2 separate regions of the Mus musculus genome follow, and region 1 is linked to region 2. The links are chromatin contacts, called in public Hi-C maps. All regions are on one chromosome and are shown on one strand. Each heading gives the region's core, a stretch centred on a gene start, on an enhancer-like site or on the middle of the called end of the contact. The rest is flanking DNA. Distances are from core to core; before and after follow the strand shown.

Evidence for each region. A called contact is a pair of places that touch in the nucleus more often than the background predicts.
Region 1: a contact with region 2 is called in a Hi-C map of olfactory sensory neurons, with 1.6 times the contacts expected there. The contact joins the promoter of Tmem200c here to the enhancer-like site in region 2. A contact is called at or near these places in 1 of 15 datasets of contacts at CTCF or cohesin (the NIH/3T3 cell line), 1 of 484 Hi-C or Micro-C datasets (olfactory sensory neurons), 1 of 115 datasets of contacts at active chromatin or transcription factors (neural progenitor cells) and 1 of 9 other capture datasets (adipose tissue).

Annotation. Positions count from the first base shown.
Region 1 is chr17:68,834,009-68,839,559 of GRCm38.p6, reverse strand. It overlaps Tmem200c (transmembrane protein 200C), which reads right to left and starts at 2,424. Exons shown (of 2, transcript NM_001206661.1): 1 at 2,027-2,424.
Region 2 is chr17:68,778,542-68,784,640 of GRCm38.p6, reverse strand. It overlaps L3mbtl4 (L3MBTL4 histone methyl-lysine binding protein), which reads right to left. Exons shown (of 21, transcript NM_177278.5): 21 at 4,555-6,099. Among named protein-coding and RNA genes, the nearest start is that of Tmem200c, 56 kb to the left of the region's middle. Within about 2 kb of position 2,085, at least 2 of the 459 cell types and tissues checked have an H3K27ac peak or open chromatin away from gene starts, as enhancers often do. A contact at or near this core is called in olfactory sensory neurons, where this site is marked.

The DNA of each region.
Region 1 (5,551 bases), core at 1,175-3,674, 55 kb before region 2:
ATGTAACCCAGCTCTTCCTCTGGCTTTCTCTCCTCCCCTGGAGGAACTCCCTTTAAAGGTATCTTGTGCTAGATTTCATCAGGGGATATGAGAAGTCCTCTGGACTCTCCCCAAGAAAGACCTTTCTCTTGTGTGGGAAAATGACAATATTAGAAAATTCGACCACAGTAGCTTTCTGACCCTTGATTAATATACCAACAGTATTCTACAGAACCCAAGTATTCAAATGAATAGGCAATTACCTAGGTAAAGCAGTCCTCATAATGATGATTTATAGGAAGGCATTTCCACAAAGAAAAGCTGTTTTCTCCATCCTTTCTCAGGAGGTCATTTTAGGGGTGGGGGTGAGGGGTGGGGTGAGAGAGAGGAGGCAGCAACCATGGCTTAGCTCTGGGGAGCTCTTTGGGTTGTTGACTATACAGTTTAAGCAGGAATAAGAACTGATGCCCATATGTGGTTATCTATCAAATGTTAAAAGTCCAGTCCTGCTGGGTCTTCAGAGTGCATTCTCTATGTTCCCTTCTATAACAGAGATGCTAAAAATTAAGGGCATTATGTTGCTCTTAAAGATGACCATCACAGGCCTTTGGACACACACACACACACACACACACACACACACTTTGCAAGGCAGTCCATGTAGTAGAATAGATTTGAAAATGTAAGTTATTTGGGTAGAATTTCGCTTTTAATTGGTGCTTAAGTGAGGAGCTATGACCCTTGATTCCTTCTGGTATATCAATCTGGTTATGATCTTTTCTCCACATGGGCAAGCAAATGGCAGTCAGGTTTTTTATTGTTTGCAAAGAACAATATCTCTTTGGAACTTGGTTGGAATTCAGTAAAGAAATCCTAAATGTTTTAGGGAGGTGTCAACAGTGAGACCACATCTGCAAACCTTTAAAATCTGGTTTTTAAAAGGTCCTCTACCAGTAAGTATAAACACCAAATATACCGGAGAAGTATATTTGGAGATACAGGAGAGTACGTACAAATACACAGGAGAGTAAGTATAAACACCAAATATACTCGCCCCACATGTTTATACTTATTGTATGTCGCAACATAAAATTTGCTGCTTTAGTTGAACTGTAGGCTCCAGGTCTTTAATAGTCTTGAAGTCTAGATTGGCTTCAAGAGACTTTAAGGTCTAGGCATTTTAGAAACAAAGCCAGCTTCAGCAGCCAGGGTGGCTCTCTGAAGAGAGATGCCCCCCGGGAGCTGGATGTCATGAAAGAGGCACCTTTCTGCATTCCTCTTCTGCAAGCCAGCTTTACATCCAGCAGAATATAAGAAAAGTTGGAATAGATTTTAACAAGGTTTACAGAAGATGTTTAAAATTAGTTTAATAGCTTCTAATTATTCCCTAGTTTATTATTCTTCCAGCTCTCTTGAAAGACGAACTCCTTTTCAGCATATCACGATCTGACACAGAATACTGACAGAGGTCAGGTGACACAGAAAAGCCCCCCCCCCCCAAGCTTTCCTTAGACCAAAGGAAGGAAAACAAACTTAGCAGTGGATCTGTCTGCCTTTGCAACTGGCTGCCTGGCGCGAGTCCTGCCTTGGTTAAGGAATGGAGGATGGGGAAATCAAATGAGGGATGTCTAAAAATACAACTGCTTCCAAGAGAGAGAATCAAGTTCTCTGCTCATGATGGATAGAACCCAGCATCAAAGACTTAGGGCCCCAGATTGTGAGCGATGCTGTGCCCTGCACCCAACCCAGGTCCTCGACCCCCGGCCCCTGGCCCTCAGGGCCGCGAGTCTCTTGCCCTTGCTTTGGTCTAGTCACATGAGTGCAGCAGCTACGAGTCCGCCTCAAGTGAAGTGAAGGCAATCCCCAACTCGCCTTTTCTGGGCAGCGCAGTCCTGGTAGCACGCCCAGGAGAACACCTGACTCAGAACACCGGCCAAGGGGCCTGGGCTCGGGGACAGGAGGGCTAGTGAAGGGCGCTCGGAGGCCGGGGATTGACAGAAATGCTCAAAATGGAGGCACTCTAAGCAAACAATAATCGCTCACTTACCCAGGGAGACCGGGGCAGCTCGGGAGACACAAAGAACCATGGAGAAACTTTTCAGCCCGAGCCGACGGCGGAGCGCAGGGACAGCGCCCCGGAGCCCCGGGAGCGAGAGCGGCTGGACAGCCCGGTGGGGACGAACCTGCGCCAGGGGCTCGCAGTCCCCTCAGGCGCGGTGGCGGAAGCCATTTCCAAGAGTTTCCAAGAAGTGTCAGGTCCTCCGCATCCCGCGCGCCGCCTGGAGCCCTTCTTCCCTCGGGCGCGCCTTCCCTGTTGCCACGGTCCCCTCCCGCTGCGCACACTGCCGACCCTGCGGCCGCGCGCTCTCCAGCCCTGCGCCTCTTTTGTGTGGCTGCGGCGCGCCGGGCTCCGCCGGGTGGAGTTGAGCCCGCGGCGGCTGCTCCGGGCGGCCGGACTGGCGGCTGTTGCTAAGAGACCGGAGCCATGACACAGGGAAATTGCGGCAGGATGGCAGTAGGTACCCGGCCCGGCTTGGCTCTCAGGGGGGCACCCGCCCCCCGCCCCGCCCCCTCTACCCCCAGCCCCTCCCCCGCCTCCTCTCCAGCCTGCCGTCCGTCCCTTCGACAGCGACTTGTCCCCCTTCCCAAGAGGGGCACCAGGGGAGGCGACACCTGCACCGCGTGCTTGAACCAGGTCGGGGCGCGATCGTGTAAGGCAAGGTTCTGAACGCAGCTGAAACGCCTTCAGCCTCAGCTGACAGCTTGGTTCTCTTTCCCCAACTACCTGTCTGAGCACCTAACCCAAGAGGATCCAGAGAAACGCCAGCCCCTCCCAGGGAGTTCCCCATCAGGATCTGAGTGATGCTGTCCCTGAAGACAGGGATTATTCTTCAGGTCTCTGGTCCCTCAGGCTCCCATCCTCTCTGCTCTCCCTTTTTCTTATTACAGTGCACACAGCCTCGCCCCCTACCCCACCTACACTTGAGAGTTTGCAGCGTGGATGCCCCAAGAACACAGTAAGTGCCCCCCCCCCCCCAACGAACCAAGCCAGGACGGGCCGGAGCGGAGCGGAGCGGGCTCACAAACTAGGTGCTCTCACCACCGGACTCACATAAACCTCTGTCAAATGCTATCACACTTGAGCAGAACTGGGCTGTGTAACTGGCCTTAAGGGACCTCAAGGGCTCCCTGGAATATGGGCCTTTGAGTCTCTTCTGAGGTTAGAATGGGCTGAAAGATGCTTAGGCAGGCCCTACAGTTCCCTCCCTCTACCCTCTGGGGTAACCCAAGCCTTCAAAAAGAAACACGTTCTTAGGGAATGGCAATCAGGGTTAGCTTCAAAGAGGAGAAATGGGGGTAGGGAGGTTACTCAAACTCTCTATGTCATTTGAAAAGCAGAGAAGAACACACACACACACACACACACACACACACACACACACACACACGAGGGAGAGAGAAATCCTATTTTTTATCTTCATATTTTCATTCTCTCTCAAGCACATAGTAGAAATGACAGGGAAAAGAATTTTCAAATGGAATTTCCCCACTGAGTGTTAAGAAAGTTAGACAGGTTTCAATTAGTTATTAAAATGACGTGGCTAGGATTCAGGCAGAGAGGAAGAGAAAGGCAGATAAAATCAAGGCTCCCGAAAATTAGGCATCCAGGCAAGGGTCTTGTAATGGCGACTGTGGTGGGTGCTGCTTACTGTTCAAGAATTTAGCAGGATGACTCTGGTACCCACAGATCTAGCCACAAGGTTTTTCTAAAGGCACACAGTATCTTGAGCATATATCAAACAAGAGAACATTAGAGAAGCCAAGCATACATGATAATTAATGAGGTGGGGATAGAGGTGGTTGGGCGATGGAAGGGGACAGAGAGTATGTGAATCCTAAAGGTGGCCATCACCTGCATGTTTGAAAGGTGGCCTCTGATTGAAGTTTCAACCTGAACTCCTTCCCCTTATCTTAGCTCAGCTGTCAAATGTTAGAAAACAAAAGGCTGCAGAGGAAACCCTTCCCGCCCCACAATGGAACGTCTCCTTTTACGGAAATCATTGCAAAGGAAAAGTAACCCAACTCCTTCAGTGGTTTGTTAAAACCCTTTTGGCTCAGAATCCCTGCATTTCTTAAATCCCTGATAACTATCTGGTGTTTTGTACAAAGGCTGGACCCGAAGCCTCATTTCATTACAGAGCTGTCTGCCAAGGGACCAAATGGCAAATCCTACTCTCTGTCCTACAGGGCTACATACACACAGGAATTCTACTAAAGAATTACATTAAGATTTGGGGTGGATTAAACCATTAATAGTTTCACTTTGTGCACAAATTATAGCCACCAGGTGCACATTAGAAACTCTTTCTATGGGTTAGGAGAAGAGAAGCCGCTATCTAGAGAAACTGGACATGCACGGGGACTGTGGGATATAGCTAGCTGCTTCTTACATTGACGACTGTAATAATATTTATGGTTTATTATTCAAAGACTTCCTTCCAAACTGAGCTCCTTGGGTACTTTGAACTGCTCTCTGTAACAGTTATTTTCTTTGTTTCTAGCTCAGGATATCAGAGGAAATCAAACACCTATCTGTTTTCAGTGGAGGTTTATCATTATTATTATTATTATTATTATTATTACTACCTCTGCAATACACTATCATACAAGATTCTCAGAACCTTCCCAGCTATGCCAAGATATTCTGTGAAGCAGTTACAAAGTTCTTGGTACCCACAGATCTAGCCACACCCCATGCCTATTTTACTAACTTTCAGCTAACTCTTTTGAAAGGATTTTATCTCTAGGAATGCAATCGCTCAGCAAACTTTCTCTTACAATCCCCCGTCCCACCTTCACACTATTCCCTGAGCCTTAGGTACAGTGTTTGTGCTGTAGATGTTTCAGTTAGGACCAGGACCATATGTTCTCTGCAACCCTAGACAAATAGCAGTCAACTAAGAAATGTTAACTGAGAAGAGATAGTCACTTTCCCAGTGAAGAGTGATCAGCCTCAAAACATACACATGCAAGTAACATAGAGTCTGAGAAGGTCGAATTTATGTAGTTAGGGGAAGAAGAAGAATATATATCAACAATGAAAAAAAAAAGAGAGACCATGAATTTATTTGAGAGAGAGAGAGAGAGAGAGAGAGAGAGAGGTGGGCTGGAGGGAGGAAATGGAAGAGGGGAAATGTAATTATGTTTTAACTTCAAAAGAGGCCTTATATAATACAATCAGCCACTCATTGTACGATCATTTGATATGCATGGGCCTGGCTGGACTGCCTGTGTTTCTGGACTTCTCCATATGGGGTTAGTGCTATGCTCTGCACACACTCAGGTCTCCTTTGTTTTCAGAAGTCTGACCACAGAAGAAGGCCTGCTCGAGCCAGAAAGTCAGCAGTTCCCACCTCCACATACCATGCATTCTCCCAGAGTGTCCATGCTATGGAAAGGGTGCATGGGTTCTGAAACCAGCCTCTTCCACTAACTGACTACTTAATTTAAGCAAATAAATCACTTAATCTTGCCTCCCTCAGCTTTCCCATCCACAATGGGGATCACGATA
Region 2 (6,099 bases), core at 836-3,335:
CAATGGAAGAAGTTGTTGAGAAGGGAAAAAGGGATAGAGACTGGAGACAAGATCAAAAGATGCAAAACATACCAAAAAAAAAAAAAAAATCACTCACAAACCTCACTGAAAGCATCTTAAAGATGGAGATCCAGGTAAAGTGCTTTCCATGGAAGCAAAAGGAGCTGATCATATCCCTAACCCCCAAGCAAGGAGATTGACTTGTCATGCCTTGTGTCTGCATGCCAGCATGGGAAAGCAGCAGGTGGGAAGGTAGATTAAGAGGATCCCTGGGGTTTCCTGGCCAGCCAGTCTATAGAATAAGTGAACTCCAGGTTCAGTGGGAGACCCTGTCTCAATAGTTAGGTATGGAGAGATTAAGGAAAGCAACCAACATTGACCACTGACACACACACACACACACACACACACACACACACACACACCCATGAAAACAACAGCAACAACCAATCACCCCCAAACCCTCTCCCCAAATTAAACAAACCAACAGAACCACTACCACCACAAAAATAAAAAAGGGGCAATTTAGTGTAAAAAACACTGAAACAACGGTACCAGAGTCTTAAAATATACACACAGATAGGAGTGCATGCCTTTAATTCCAATACTAGGGACATTGGAGAATGAAGGTTATAAATTTGAGGCCATATGGGTTACAAAATGAGAACATATATCAAATATCCCCCTCTGTGTTTAAAATGATTTTATGGTACCAGAAAGAGCCAATATGTTTCATACCAAGCAAGAGTGGAAAAAACTGGGTTGAATCAGCAAACAATTTACTTCCCCCTTAATTTTTAGAAATTATATATCAAGTATCTCATCTACATAGCCAACTGTAAAACATAAAATTCTTTTAACTCTGTATGCACATATTATGTTAGCATTTGCAGTGGGGGAGGGGATTTAGATCAACTCTTCCCTCCCGAGGCCCCGCCTTGCACACATCTCTGCTGGAAATTTTGTAATTGTTTTACTAGGGACTTGTTGAAGATGATTTTATAAAGACGAATGTGATCACATGACCCAAGTAGCTAAGTCTTCTCTATTTGTCTATTAATTGATATCTGGATCCCCATGAAATTTTGAGAAAGCTACAGAATTGCTCCAGGGGGTGCACATAGCAATTTATTGTGTTTGGAACAATAGACAATGAGAATTAAATGAATTTGTCAAACAATTCAGTACCTTAAAACTGTAAAAATTGAAGTATATACTTTGGAGCCTAGATTCTTCCACCCGTGGGTTCTTTGTTTCTTATATTGTTTCCTTCCTCTGAGGGCAGACATTCCAATTGTCTAGCTGTTCTGGCTTATAACCCAGGCTGAACTGTGGAATAGCTTTCTGTCATCCTGAGTCTGCTAAGAGTGGTCACAAGTTCTAGATGACTTTTCAAGCTTCAGACAACTAACTAGACACGGGGAAATAGACCTTTCTCCCCGGAACTGATGAAGAGACACATTTATCAGCTCTGATGTGGACAAAATGCTGTAGCTTACAGACTGGCCAGCTAAAGAGAACTTGCCTAGAGTGATAGAATTAACCAAATATAAATAAATTGCTCTTGTAAAAAACTATACATGCCCTAAGGGTATTCAGTTTTGAAGTCAACATACAGCTAAATGACTCCCTGGGGAACTGTGCCCTGGGTGACTTTCTGAACAGCAGCAGTGTAAGGCTCACGCTGGAGAGGATATGCATTGTCACTTCTAGAACAGGCCAAGGCCCCCATCTCTCATAAACACAGCTCACCAATGTGCTCATTGTTTTTTAGCTTAGCACTCTATGCAATTTCCAATCACTTCTTATTTTTACCCACCCTCCCCAGGGCTCTAAGAATCAAATATCTGTTGGATAATCTTTCAAGGATTACCAAGCCTAACTATGTGAAAATATACTGCTCTGTAAAATTGTCCCACATGCATAATAAATATTAGAACAGCAATGAGCTAAAATTATTGAATCTGTATTTAAAGAATGGAAGTATTTAAAATTACCTGCCTGGTGACAATATCAGTTAATCACATTGGGAACATGTCTGATTTCTTCTTGCTAATTGCCACTTTTAACCCGAGGGGATAAAAGTCTAAGAAGTTCAAGTTAGTTGGTTACTTAATTGACTGAAGTCAAGATGGTACTTAAAATAATATCTGCTATCTTTAGCTAAGCAGTTAGTGCTATGGACTTCTATGCAGAGGGTCTTCCTAGGGCAGAGGGTATGAGAACATCTCCATGGTTGGCAAGGGTATAGAGAATGAACACAGATTTAGAGGAGATCATGCCAACACCTAGGTGTGTGGTGACAGGTGACCTGTGGCTCAAATACTACCTTTCGTGGATTTCATTGAGTGACATTGCCTGGTCACATTCCCTAAGGGAACTTTGAAGTTCATGTGTTGGATCCTTCAACACATGGTAAGCACTGCAGGTGGAGCCTAGGGAGAGGTGATTAAGTCAGTCACCAGGAACAGCACTGCAGGTGGAGGTCAGACCTGCTTGTTGTGACTTAGTCACTTAAAGTGTGGAGCCACCACCTCACTCATGACCAAATGCCATCATCCTGGGTGCATCTGTTACAAAACTGAACATGGCTCCTGATACCCTTTTGCTTTTTTGTCCATCTGTCTTCAGCCATGGGATGACTCTTGCCATGTGCCTGTGAGGGGAACACTGTCAGATGCCTCACTCTTGGAAACTGGGAAAGAAATATCCCTGGTTTCTGAATTATCCAGTCTGTGTTCTTCTGGCGGAGACAGATAAGGGCCTGGAAAATACATCTTTTATTTCTAGACTTTAAGCATATGACACTGAGCTAATGTTAGCCGACAGCTCTTGATGATTTCTCTCTATGGAAAGACCTCACAGACCCCAGAGTTGCACAAGATAAAGAGGCTCCTGTATTCCAGATAGGCTCCATGTGTGTTCTGTACATTTGCTTTTGGCCACGGCGCAGAGAATTCAGTTCAATCTGCCCTGAAACTTCCTGGTTTTAACCTGGGATTTCTGTTCTTCGTGAATCGATTTGCTTTGATGCCTAGCTTTCTACATCAAAGGGAACACAGTCTAATTTCAAGACTAAGGAAGTGGGCAAGTGATGGGTGGTGCCTTGACAGCAAAACAGCACAGAACAGCTAGTCTGAGCTTGTGCAATGGAACCGTCTGGAGAAAAGGAAGTCAACTCGGTGTCTCAACCCGTAATTTCCCACACTTTCTGCATTCTGTTCTTATTTCAATGGCTGTTCTACCCCATAGTTTACCCCACATCCTGTCCCCTGCCCTTTCATTTATGGCAGAGACACAGTAGTACTGTCCCCCCAGTGCATCTTGGTCCCCAAGAGAAGAATGGTGCCCAATGACCATATGCACAGTCCTCTGCTCTCATCCTTTATGAGCTGAGTTTTCATAGCTGTTCAGATGTCCCCTGGGGTTCCTGAGCATCCTTCCTGTGGTGAGCATCTCTGACAGCAGGATTCTATCTGACTGCTCACTGGGTTCAGCCTCCCTCATGCTCCTGAAAAGAATGCTCAGTGGAAGACCTTTGGAGGGAGATGATTTTACTGAAAGATGTAATTGCTGATCATCAACTCATCGGATGATTCAGCCACCGAATTTATTTGTTTAAATCTTATGTTTGAATAGAAAATTGCTTACTTGGTTTTCACTTCATCACTTTAAGTGGTTAAGCAGTCCCAATTTTCTACAACAATTGGAAACTGACAGAGTAAGACAGTTGAAATCTGAGGGAGCATAGCCAGAATACATCCTTGAAAAAAGTCTTCTCAATATATTATTCATTAATAAATCATAGGAAGAACACATTTATGAGGATTCTGAATATTCAAGGATCTATTAGCAAACAGGTTCTTCGTGCATATATTTATAAGAAAGGCGATTTTAAGAGGAAATAGATTTATAAATGTATATTCGTGGAGAACACATTCTGAAATAATAAGAATATATTCACAGGAACATTTCACATGCAAAGTAATATTTGTCAGTTACCTCTAGGAGTTACAGCAACAAAAGAAGAATTTCTTAAGATGATATGGAACAACAACAACAACGACAAAAAAAAGCAACTGAATTAATGGGAAAGATTGTTCATTGGGTGGAAGGTTAAGAACCAGTTTAAATCTAGCCTGAGACATCAAAGAGAAGATAGGAGGGGCAAGCAGGGCTGGATTATAGAGCACCTGTAGGATGCTCCCCTGCAGGGAGCAGGGTGTGAGTACTGGCTGTGTTCACCTCTTTCTACTCCAGGGATGTTGTGGGGGTAGGAGAATTTACACCACAGGAATAGACCAACTTGGGTGACTTTCAGTTCATGGCTTGGTTGACAACTTTAATGATGGTATTGTTTCCTTGGGTGAAGAGTTCTGAGTTTCCTTTTGTGATATGCTAAGATTGGGAATATAAATGGATATAAATCTATCTATACTTGATAGACGTCTTCTAGGAAAAAGAGTTCAACCCCAATTGTCCTCAGTGACAGTTAGTCTGTGCTGGGCACTACTGTCAGAATATCTGATAGTAAGAATAGGAGACACAAATCGTAGGTCTTCCTTAAGGTTTTTTTTTTTTTTTAATATATAAAATGAGCAATTCTAAAGCTTGTATTAGTTAAAAACTTTACAATTCAGTCTCTCACACTATTACCATCTTAACTGTTTCCATAAGAGAACCTGCACTAAGGAACACAGCAGTCAGAAACAGCAAATTTCTCTGCTGGATAATGCATGCAGTTGCCTTTGTTCTTCCATAGCTGACCCTAGACTGTAGGAAGGCACAGGCTATGACCACACATCCAGGGTGAGTCTACTTTCACATTTTATTAACATTTAAAATATGTTCTCACTTTAACGGTAGAAGCAGCAATTCTTTATTCCATATAGAACTCTACAAGAAAAAAAAAAACCTCCAATAAACAAAACATCACAGACAGTAGAAACTATGATCCTTTGTTAAGTTAAGAACATTCTTAATGTAGCAGGGAGATACTGTCACGTCTGCTTCTTTCTTGTGGCTTCCATTTGGGTTCCCACACCCGATGGATGAGTCAGATGACTCTTTGTTTTCAGGAGGATAGCTTTCATTGCTACTACATGGAAAAGGACAAAGAGACCATACCTGGGGATCCATCCCATTTACAGCCACTAAACCTGGATGCTATTTTGGATGCTGGGAAGTGCTTGCTGATAAGCCCGATAAGGCTGTCTCCTGAGAGGCTCTGCCAGAGCCTGACAAATACCAAGGCAGATACTTGTAGCCAACCATTGGACTAAGTGTGCAAGTCCCCGATGAAGGAGTTGGAGAAGGGAATGAAGGACCTGAGGGGGTTTGCAGCCCCATGGAGGGAGCAACAGTGTCAACAGGACAGACTCCCCCGCCCGTCGGAGTTCCTAGGGACTGGATCACCAAAGAATACACATGGAGGCTCTGGCCACATATGTGGCAGAGGATGGCCTTGTTGTACATCAGTGGGAGGAGAGGCCCTTGGTCCTGAGAGTTTTCAATGCCTCAGTGTAAAGGAGTGCCAGGGCAGGAAGGTGGGAGTGGATGCATGGAGGAGCACCCTCACAGAGGCAGAGGAAGCAGGGATTAGATAGGGGGTTTCTGAAGGGGAGACCTGGAAAGGGGAAAACATGTGAAATATAAATAAAGAAAAAATCCAATAAAAAACCAAAAAAGATCAGAAAAAAAGAAAAAAGATAAAAGGATAAAGAGTTGTAGACTTGGAGTTCTAATCATTTGCAACTCTGAAGTGGCCTTCCCACAACTTGAATGTCAGACACACTCAACAGATCCTGAGCTGCTCTCTGGAGGTCTTCTGTCCTGCTGCCATGCCTCTGTAGAGGTGAAACCAGACCTGATTGCTTAAAAAAAAAAAAAATCAATAGATAAGGGGAGAGTCCATTTGAAGGTTCGTCAGGGTGGGAGCTGGAGGAATTTCAGGCAGGTAGGTCTTTGACCAATGCCACTGTTAGAACAAGTGCCCTGACTGTGGGTCATCAGGAGTGTCCCAGCAGGTTCCTGGGATGGCCTCCAAACACTCACTCCTCTGTTACTTCTAGGCACACTCCTTGCAGTAGGCTCCAGGGT